Linked DNA regions of Mus musculus: all the other regions are linked to region 3. Evidence: chromatin contacts called from public Hi-C data. All regions are on one chromosome and are shown on one strand. The core of a region is the stretch at or near the end of the contact, and the rest is flanking DNA. Distances in the headings are between cores, read along the strand shown. Region 1 holds the start of Prkar1b (protein kinase, cAMP dependent regulatory, type I beta). Region 2 overlaps Sun1 (Sad1 and UNC84 domain containing 1). Region 3 has its middle 2.9 kb from the start of Gm30206.

Region 1 (2,700 bases), core at 39-2,538, 300 kb after region 3:
GGTCAAGGAATGCACCCAAGACCAACCACTGGCCTTCTACACACACACACACACACACACACACACACACACACACACAGAGAGAGAGAGAGAGAGAGAGAGAGAGAGAGAGAGAGAGAGAGACGCATGCACACAAAACATTTAATTAAAAAAATAACATAGGGCTGTACATCAGTGGAAGAGGGCCTCCCAGCATGTAAGGTTTATTGTTAATGATTAACTCCAGTGTGTATAACGCCAGAAGTCACGTTTGTCAAAGGGTTTTCTCTGATGAGTTAGTTCATCACTCAAAGGCTCAAACGCCTTCCTTACTTCGGAACAGGTTCCTTCAGGGATGAAAGAGATCAAGTATGATTTGCATACGGTTCTCTCTCCATTTCTGAGAAATTTCAGGTGGAATAAGTTGGGTGTTTGGCGCCCCCACTATGCAAACCATGATGCTTCATTTTTTTTTTCATCCACACTCTCCCCCCTTTTAAGGTTGATGTTGTCACGATCTAAGGCCCCAGCGCGGGTGGGTGGGGCGCGAGGGGGGTGCTGTCAAAGGATTGGGGTGGCTTGTTTCATGAGAAAGGCAAAGAGGGTAAAGAAAACAATGGAAGTGAGCTGAGGGGTGGGGGTGGGGGGCTTGGAAGACAGTAACAGAGGCCCGAAGGCTCTAGAAGGCTCTAGTGAGTGTCCTGCGCAGTGTTGAGTCACAACGTCCAGGTCATCGCCCCGCCCCACACTGATTGGAATCATCCAGCCTAGAGGCCTTGGGGTTGAGGGGACCCCATGGCGGATGAGGACGAGGAGGTACACCTAGCCTCAGAAGGATGGGGAATCACACACACACACACACATACCGTGACTCGGTCCCCAAACCCTGGGCCCACCAGAGGAGAGTTGGGGACGCCCCCAGATGGTGGTGAGTGCAAGGCGCCTCCAGACCCTGGTGGGTACAGGGGACCAACCCAACCCTGTCCTGAGAGCTTTTACAAAGGCCTGGTACCACCTTGGACGCCAACAGTTCTCCCCCCACCCCACCCCCGCCTCCACCCGCGTAGCCCCGCGGGGCTGATTGCGCCCCTCCCCAAATCCCTCGTGTCCCCGTGAGTCCCCCACCCCACCCCAGTTCCCGCTGACACCCAGCTCCAGATAGGGCCGGGTCCCTACACAGACCCCACCCCAGCCTGCGTACCTGTAGATGCGCGGTGCCCGAGGCCGGAGGAGGCTGCGCGAGGACGCGGGGACGCGGGGACGGCGAGCGGGTCCCCGCACTGCAGCGGCGCCGCCCTCCGCCCGCCCCCGCTGCGCGTCGCCGCCGGCCGCCAGGCCCCGCGCACCGCGCCCGCGCGGGTCGCCCACCGACCGCTGTCCTCCCCAGGGACCGCCCCACAGCTGTCTCTGAATGCCAGGGACACACCAGAGCTCTGTCGCGCAGGCCCCGCGTCCCCGCACACACACAGGTCCTGCCACCCGGACCTCCTACCACCCCATTCCTCTCTTCCTAAGCTAGCCCGACCTGGCTGGCGCCGCTCCTTCCGGGCCTAGATGCTCTCTCTGCTCAGGGCACAGTGGCACCGTGCTCTGTCTGAGCTGTCATTCTGAGTCTCATTCAGTGCCTGCCCACTCTAAAGCCGAGGCCTGTAGCAAAAATTAGCCACCACGCACGCATCCTGTCCTGCGCCATCTGCTCCTGTGGAAACAGAGTCCATCTTCTCCCAGTGATCTGAGCTGCAGGAGGAAGGATGAGACTCAAAGGTGCTGGAGAAGACATCTCCAATCTTCTGGCCTGTCTATATTCTCCAGTCCACCACGTATTCCCCCCACTCACCTGTCCTGACTCACCTGTGCTCACACCCTGTTCCCCAATCTGTTCTTCCATTCACCAGCTCCCCACTCGTCTATCTACACTGACCAGCTCCCTGAATTTGTTCCTCCACTCACCTGCCCACATTCCCTATCGTTCAGGGGTACCCCATTGCCCAGCTGCCTGATACCTCTTGCCACATTCACCAGCCCTCCTCCTCCTGACACACATGTCTCCACATGGCCACCAACCTGGCCTGTGCTCTCAGCAGGCAGGGCTGGCGGTGGCCCACACCTCTTCCTGCCAATGTGAAGGAAAACTGCTGTAAAAGGACTTGCTGCTTTGGAACAGGGCTCAGTTGATATCGTGCTTGCCTAGCATGCAGGAGCTCAGGGTCCCATCACCAGCAATGCACCAACATGGCAGCACACACCAGTGATCCCAGCACGTGGGGTGTAGCAACAGGAGCAGCGCATTGTCTGTATTGTATGTTTGCCTACAATAGCAAGTTTGAGGCCAGCCTAGGCTACATGAGGTTCTGTCTCGAATAAAATCAAATCTAGAATGAAATTAATAATAAAACAAAACAAGTATATGATAAAATAAACAAAAATAATAAAATAAAATAAAAAAAAGACACTGCTCAGCCGGGCATGGTGGTGCATGCCTTTAATCCCAGCACTTGGGAGGCAGAGGCAGGCATATTTCTGAGTTCAAGGTCAGCCTGGTCTACAGAGTGAGTTCCAGGACAGCCAGGGCTATACAGAGAAACCCTGTTTCAAAAAACCAAAAAAGAAGAAGAAGAAGAAGAAGAAGAAGAAGAAGAAGAAGAAGAAGAAGAAGAAGAAGAAGAAGAAGAAAAAGAAGAAGAAGAAGAAGAAGAAGAAGATGATGATGATGAAGATGTA
Region 2 (2,700 bases), core at 96-2,595, 390 kb after region 3:
AAGTCAGGACTGGAACTCAAGCAGGTCAGGGAGCAGGAGCTGATGCAGAGGCCATGGAGGGATGTTCTTTACTGGCTTGCTTCACCTGGCTTGCTCAGCCTGCTCTCTTATAGAGCTAAGACTACCAGCCCTGAGATGGTCCCACCCACAAGGGGCCTTTCCCCCTTGATCACTAATTGAGAAAATGCCTTACAGTTGGATCTCATGGAGGCATTTCCTCAACTGAAGCTCCTTTCTCTGTGATAACTCCAGCTGTGTCAAGTTGACACAAAACTAGCCAGTACAGAGAGTTCCAGGGTAATTCAGACCCTATCTCTAAATACATACATACATACATACATACATACATACATATATACATACATGCACACACACACACACACACACACACACACACACACACACACACACACACACCAGCCTGGCTTATAGAGAGTAGCCCTGGCTGTCCTGGAACTCACTTTGTAAACCAAGCTGGCCTCGAACTCAGAAATCTGCCTGCCTCTGCCTCCCAAGTGCTGGGATTAAAGGTGTGCGCCATCATGCCTGGCTCTACCTTATTTTTGAGACAGGATCCTAACCTGAGACTCATTGACTGAGGTAGGCTGGCTGGTAGGGATCTGCCTGGTACTGGGGTTACACTCACAGGCTACCCATTCTTACTTTTTGTGGGTGCTGGGGATTAAACTGCCGCTTGTATTCCAAGCACTTTACTAACGGATTTATCTCTGCAGCTGCTGACTTTATTTGTTGAGAGGATCTTACGAGGCTGTGCTGAAGTTCAGTTATGTGTTGCTAGCCTGGCATGGCTCCATGCCCAGTGCTATGATAGAGTCTTGTGTCATTGTCTAGAGAAGACTCGAGGCTCCTCTTGGAGGATTGAGGTGGCTTGTGTTGTTCTTGGACCCACCTGTTGTCAGCCCAGTCAGCTGCTCACAAGGGTCACAGCAGCTGCCTTTGCCTCCCTCAGAGAGGAAACCTCTCCCAGAAGCCCTCTGGTCTTGAACTGTATGCTCTGTAGACAGTCCTACTTTCTCTCTGGGAGGAGGGAGGGAGGGAGGCTGCCTACAGGGGGTGAGGTGACTGCAGTTAGCCAGCCTCAGTGTGCCTAGGAGCCAGGAGGCTGTAGCAGGCCAAATACATAGAAAGCCCAGTGGTGGGACTGAACACTGAGTCAGCTGCTTGAAGCCAGGGCCTCGGGGGTGAGCTGCTCTGCTGGACTGGGGCACCATGTGGCTAAGTATATTTGTTACTTTTCACGTCAGGGCCCTGATATGAGTCTGGATGCTGTGGTAGGACCCACAGGAGAACCTAAGGTGTGGAGATTGAAAGAAGTGACTAATAAGAAAGGGTCCCTGGAGGCTGGGAGGGACCCAGTATAGGGCACAGGACATGGCTTCAGGACGCTAGTTGCTACGGCAGGAAGGAAGGAAGGAAGGGTGTGTGTCAGGCTTCCCTCTTTGAGGAACTCTATGTGTGTATATGTGTGTGTGTCTGTGACAGCAGCTGCCACTCAATAGAGCAGAGACAGTAGGTTAGAGACTTGCCTAGGCTACAAAGTGAATTCGAGGGTCTATGGATTCCACAGGCTTAATGGGTTAAATCACATATAACTACCAAGTCCAATGAATTGACTCCTATCCCTGGGAAACAAATGATGGGAAGAGAGAATTGTTGTTCAAAGTTGTCCTCTGACCTGCACATAAAATTCTGCCAGCCCCACCCCTGCTCAATGTAAAATTTAATTTTTTTTCTAATAACTAAGTTCTTGGAGAGTGGGTCTATAAGAGCTGTTACTTTTTTTCTCAGGATAGTCTTTGAGACTTATAACTAGCGTCTGTGTCTTCATCTGCCACTTTGTTCTTCCTGTCCTGGATGGAGCCTGTAAACACAGCTACTAAAAATGCTTCAGGATTCAGGGGTTTATGCTGCCTGGAGTGGGATGCAGGGTCCCTCCTGCATCCGGCTCTAGGTGTCCTTATGAATGGAAACCATGCTTAGGGGTAATAGGTTATAGCCTGGACAACCTGGGTAGCTGGTGACACACTAAACTACAGTCCCTACAGAACTGGGGATACAGCAGATAAACAGTAGAGACCTGGAAACTGTCAAGTCCGGTTCTTCATTTGGAGGTCAGTAGGGGAGCTGGTCCCCTCTTTCTTCCCTTTCCTTTTGTATCTCTGTCCCAGACGCTGCTGTGCTATCAAGATTTCGAATTCTTCATTGCCCAGCACACAGAGAACGTGTGAGAACCTTCTAGATACTTCTGAGCTTATGTGTTATGTAGAGACTTATGTGAGTTTCTTTCACAGTGTGTCAACCTTCTCATCAGTGGAAAAATACGGGTCAGAAGCCTTTGGGGAAGGTGTAATTGGACTCACAGTTTTGCGGGTCTCAGGCTGTGGTCCTTGGCTGTTGATTCTGGACCATGGGATGTATAATCGAGCTGAGTTGCTTACCTCATTGATGAACCAGGACAGAGAACATGGAAATAATTGGAGACCAAGCATAACTTTGAAAGGCACAGTCTCAGGCCCTACCTATTGTTTCCAGAATGCTTCAGATCAGCTCCTGCAGCTAGAGATGAAGCCTTTATCCACATACCCTGTGGCGTCATTTCATATCCAGCCCATAGTAAGCAGTGTGAGTGGAACAGTTTCTGTTTTCTCTTAGCCTTCCATGTGTCTCTTGCAGGACAGT
Region 3 (2,700 bases), core at 58-2,557:
GACAGGGAAGGGGAGGGAAGGAGAGGGGAGGACAGGGGAGGGGAGGGGAGGACAGGGGAGGGGAGGACAGGGGAGGGGAGGACAGGGGAGGGGAGGGGAGGGGAGGACAGGGGAGGACAGGGGAGGGGAGGGGGGAGAGGAGGGGAGGGGAGGGGAGGGGAGGGGAGGGGAGGGGAGGGGAGGGGAGGGGAGGGGAGGGGAGGGGAGGGGAGGGGAGAAAAGGGCTTGGCCTAATGGCTTGTAATATGATTTTTTGTTGTTGTCCAAACAAACAAACAAACAATCTGTGAACAGTTTCAAAATTACGTTTTCATTTTCATAGTGCACAAAATGCCAGTCACATCCTGGGCAAAAAGTGCCTGGTCCTCACGCTGTCCCACTGTGCAGGAGGGACAGTCCCCAAACCAGTGCAGAGCTTGTGAGGCCCAACAGAAATTAACAGGCTCTTGTATGCACCAGTACAATTACATTCCGGCCAGCTTTAGGCGACTTCAAACCCAGGTTCCAAATAAGATGTGCGTTCACTGAACTGAAACACGGGGTATTAGATTTATAATAAACACAGAGAGAGGTCACATGGTGCTGCCATTTCTCAAGAGGAAATTAAATGAGAATGTCAGGACTTTATTCGGCTTGGCCCTGTGCTCTGTGTAGAATCCAGGTGACAAAGAAGAGCCCTCAGCTAAGGGTGATGCAGCCATCCCCATCTTCACCCAGCTTGGGGACCTGCCACATCCCGGGCTCTGTCACTGGACCTCTCGATGTAGTCCAGGCTGGCCTCTCACTTGAAATAATTCTGTCTCTGCCTCCAGAGCGTTGATATCACAGTTGGGTTTACATTTTCTTTTGAGACAGAGGTAGTCTTGAACCGGGGACCATCCTGCCTCTGCCTCCCAGATGCTCACAGTACAGGTGTGCACCACCACGCCCAACTTCAGGCTCTTTCTGTGTCTTCCTACCCCAATCTGCACTCAGAATAGAATCCAGAGCCTTACACCTGCTAGGCAAGTATTGTGACATTGATCTGAGTCCCCAACTCCCAGACTTTCTTTGTAAGTGTCAGTGGAATTCAAGGAGCAAGGGATATGTGACTGTTTTGGAGGCCACATATTCCATCCTCCTGGACCTCTTGCAATCCCTGAACTGGTGAGAGGACCCCCACTGAGAACTACTCTGCCCTCCAGAGCACATCTGCTGCAGTGCCCCCCAGGGCCTCCACCTCTTATTAACCTCGAATGTAGATGTGGTTGGTCGTGGCTGGAAGGAACTGGGTAGCTTTGCTCCCCAGACAGGAAGTTAGATGAGCAAGACAGCTCTTTCCTGACCAGGGTGACCTCTGAACTTGGGAGGCAGGGACAGCAGCTGGGACTCTGTACAAATCAAGGGATGGCTAAGCCACTGGAAGAAAGGCTGGGCACGGGGCACTGGGATCACTGCAGGAACCTAAGAGTCCAGCAAGGGACCCAGAAGGCCTTGCTAGCCTTTGCCTCTCTGGAAGGTCCCTGAAACAACAAAAGCCAGTCTGCAGGCAGCATCAGCCAGGGGAAGATTGGACCCTTCATGTGGGGTTTACCAGGAGAGTGGCCTTACCTAGCAACCTGAGTGAATGTTCTCTTCAGACAGGTGAAGCTGAGGCGTATGGAGATCAGTCAGGCCTCCACGTTCCCAGTCTAGCTGCATCCAAGTAGAAGAGATTTATGCTTTCTCCCACCCAGGCCACCAATTCCACTTGTCCCCAGCCAGCATTTCCTGGGTACGGAAGCTCTCACCATGCCCCTGTAATGCCTGAGTGCAGGTAGACTCAGCTGGCCGGGGGACCTGCATGTCCAGCAGAAGTGCAAGGGCAGGCCGAGTGGGTATACGTCCTCAACACCAGCACACAGGGTGCAGATCCAGGCACTGATACAAGCACACAGATTCACATGCTTGGACACACACAAGTGGAAGTGTATACATGTGCACACAAAAACACACAGCGATGCTCTGTCCTGCCCTAGGCCACAGAGACCTGGCCTCAGAAGGCTGTGTCCCTGCACTTAAAAGCCACAGGGGTGTTTATGAAGCCAGCAGAGAAGGAAGGCATTACAACAAGGGATTGCATCTGTGAGGCAGGAAGTGTTACAGCATACACCTATACATACACAGCGCAGACATGCACATCACACACCTGCAGTCACGTGTACGTACACACACATACACACACATGTAACACATTTGATCACAGACCAGAGGCCCAGCATGTTTGAAAAACATATGGAAGAGCAAGGATGGCAGCCAGGCCATCAGGAGGGAATGGCGTCTGGTCCAGGGTAGGCTGCTGGCTCTCTCTGACCTGCTGCTGTCACGTCACGCCTCCTGCCTCACACATGCAATCCCTTGTTGTAATGCCTTTCTCCTCTGCTCAGCCTCATAAACACCCCTGTGGCTTTTAAGTGTGGGAACACATCCTTCTCAGCCCAGGCCTCTGTGGCCTAGGGCAGGACAGAGCTTCCAGCCCAGGCAGGACAGTGAACAGCAACAGCAGTGAGCAGTGGGATGCTTCATCACCTCCCTCCATAGGTATGGAGACCTGCCTCAGAGACTTGTGGATCCAGGTGAGTGATTGGCTCTAGGGTCTGGGTCACACGGGACATAGGCTAAGAGAAGGAACAGGAGCACACTAGAAACAAATGTCCCCAGCTTCCACATCCTTGCCATCCA

What was found. Hi-C and Micro-C count contacts between places; a contact is called where the count stands out from the background.
Region 1: a Hi-C map of bone marrow-derived macrophages shows a contact between it and region 3, with 26 read pairs. The contact joins the promoter of Prkar1b here to the enhancer-like site in region 3. A contact is called at or near these places in 2 of 39 promoter capture datasets (embryonic stem cells and neural stem cells), 1 of 484 Hi-C or Micro-C datasets (bone marrow-derived macrophages), 11 of 115 datasets of contacts at active chromatin or transcription factors (bone marrow-derived macrophages, craniofacial prominence, embryonic basal ganglia and 7 more) and 5 of 9 other capture datasets (adipose tissue, embryonic stem cells, liver and 2 more).
Region 2: a Hi-C map of bone marrow-derived macrophages shows a contact between it and region 3, with 16 read pairs. The contact joins two enhancer-like sites. A contact is called at or near these places in 1 of 484 Hi-C or Micro-C datasets (bone marrow-derived macrophages), 2 of 115 datasets of contacts at active chromatin or transcription factors (bone marrow-derived macrophages and pancreatic cancer cells) and 2 of 9 other capture datasets (adipose tissue and macrophages).

Annotation. Positions count from the first base shown.
Region 1 is chr5:139,128,464-139,131,163 of GRCm38.p6, forward strand. It overlaps Prkar1b (protein kinase, cAMP dependent regulatory, type I beta), which reads right to left and starts at 1,289. Exons shown (of 11, transcript NM_008923.3): 1 at 1,181-1,289.
Region 2 is chr5:139,219,381-139,222,080 of GRCm38.p6, forward strand. The region is part of intron 2 of Sun1 (Sad1 and UNC84 domain containing 1); the gene reads left to right. Among named protein-coding and RNA genes, the nearest start is that of Sun1, 20 kb to the left of the region's middle. Within about 2 kb of position 1,346, at least 24 of the 459 cell types and tissues checked have an H3K27ac peak or open chromatin away from gene starts, as enhancers often do. A contact at or near this core is called in bone marrow-derived macrophages, where this site is marked.
Region 3 is chr5:138,826,749-138,829,448 of GRCm38.p6, forward strand. No RefSeq gene overlaps it. Among named protein-coding and RNA genes, the nearest start is that of Gm30206, 2.9 kb to the left of the region's middle. Within about 2 kb of position 1,308, at least 16 of the 459 cell types and tissues checked have an H3K27ac peak or open chromatin away from gene starts, as enhancers often do. A contact at or near this core is called in bone marrow-derived macrophages, where this site is marked.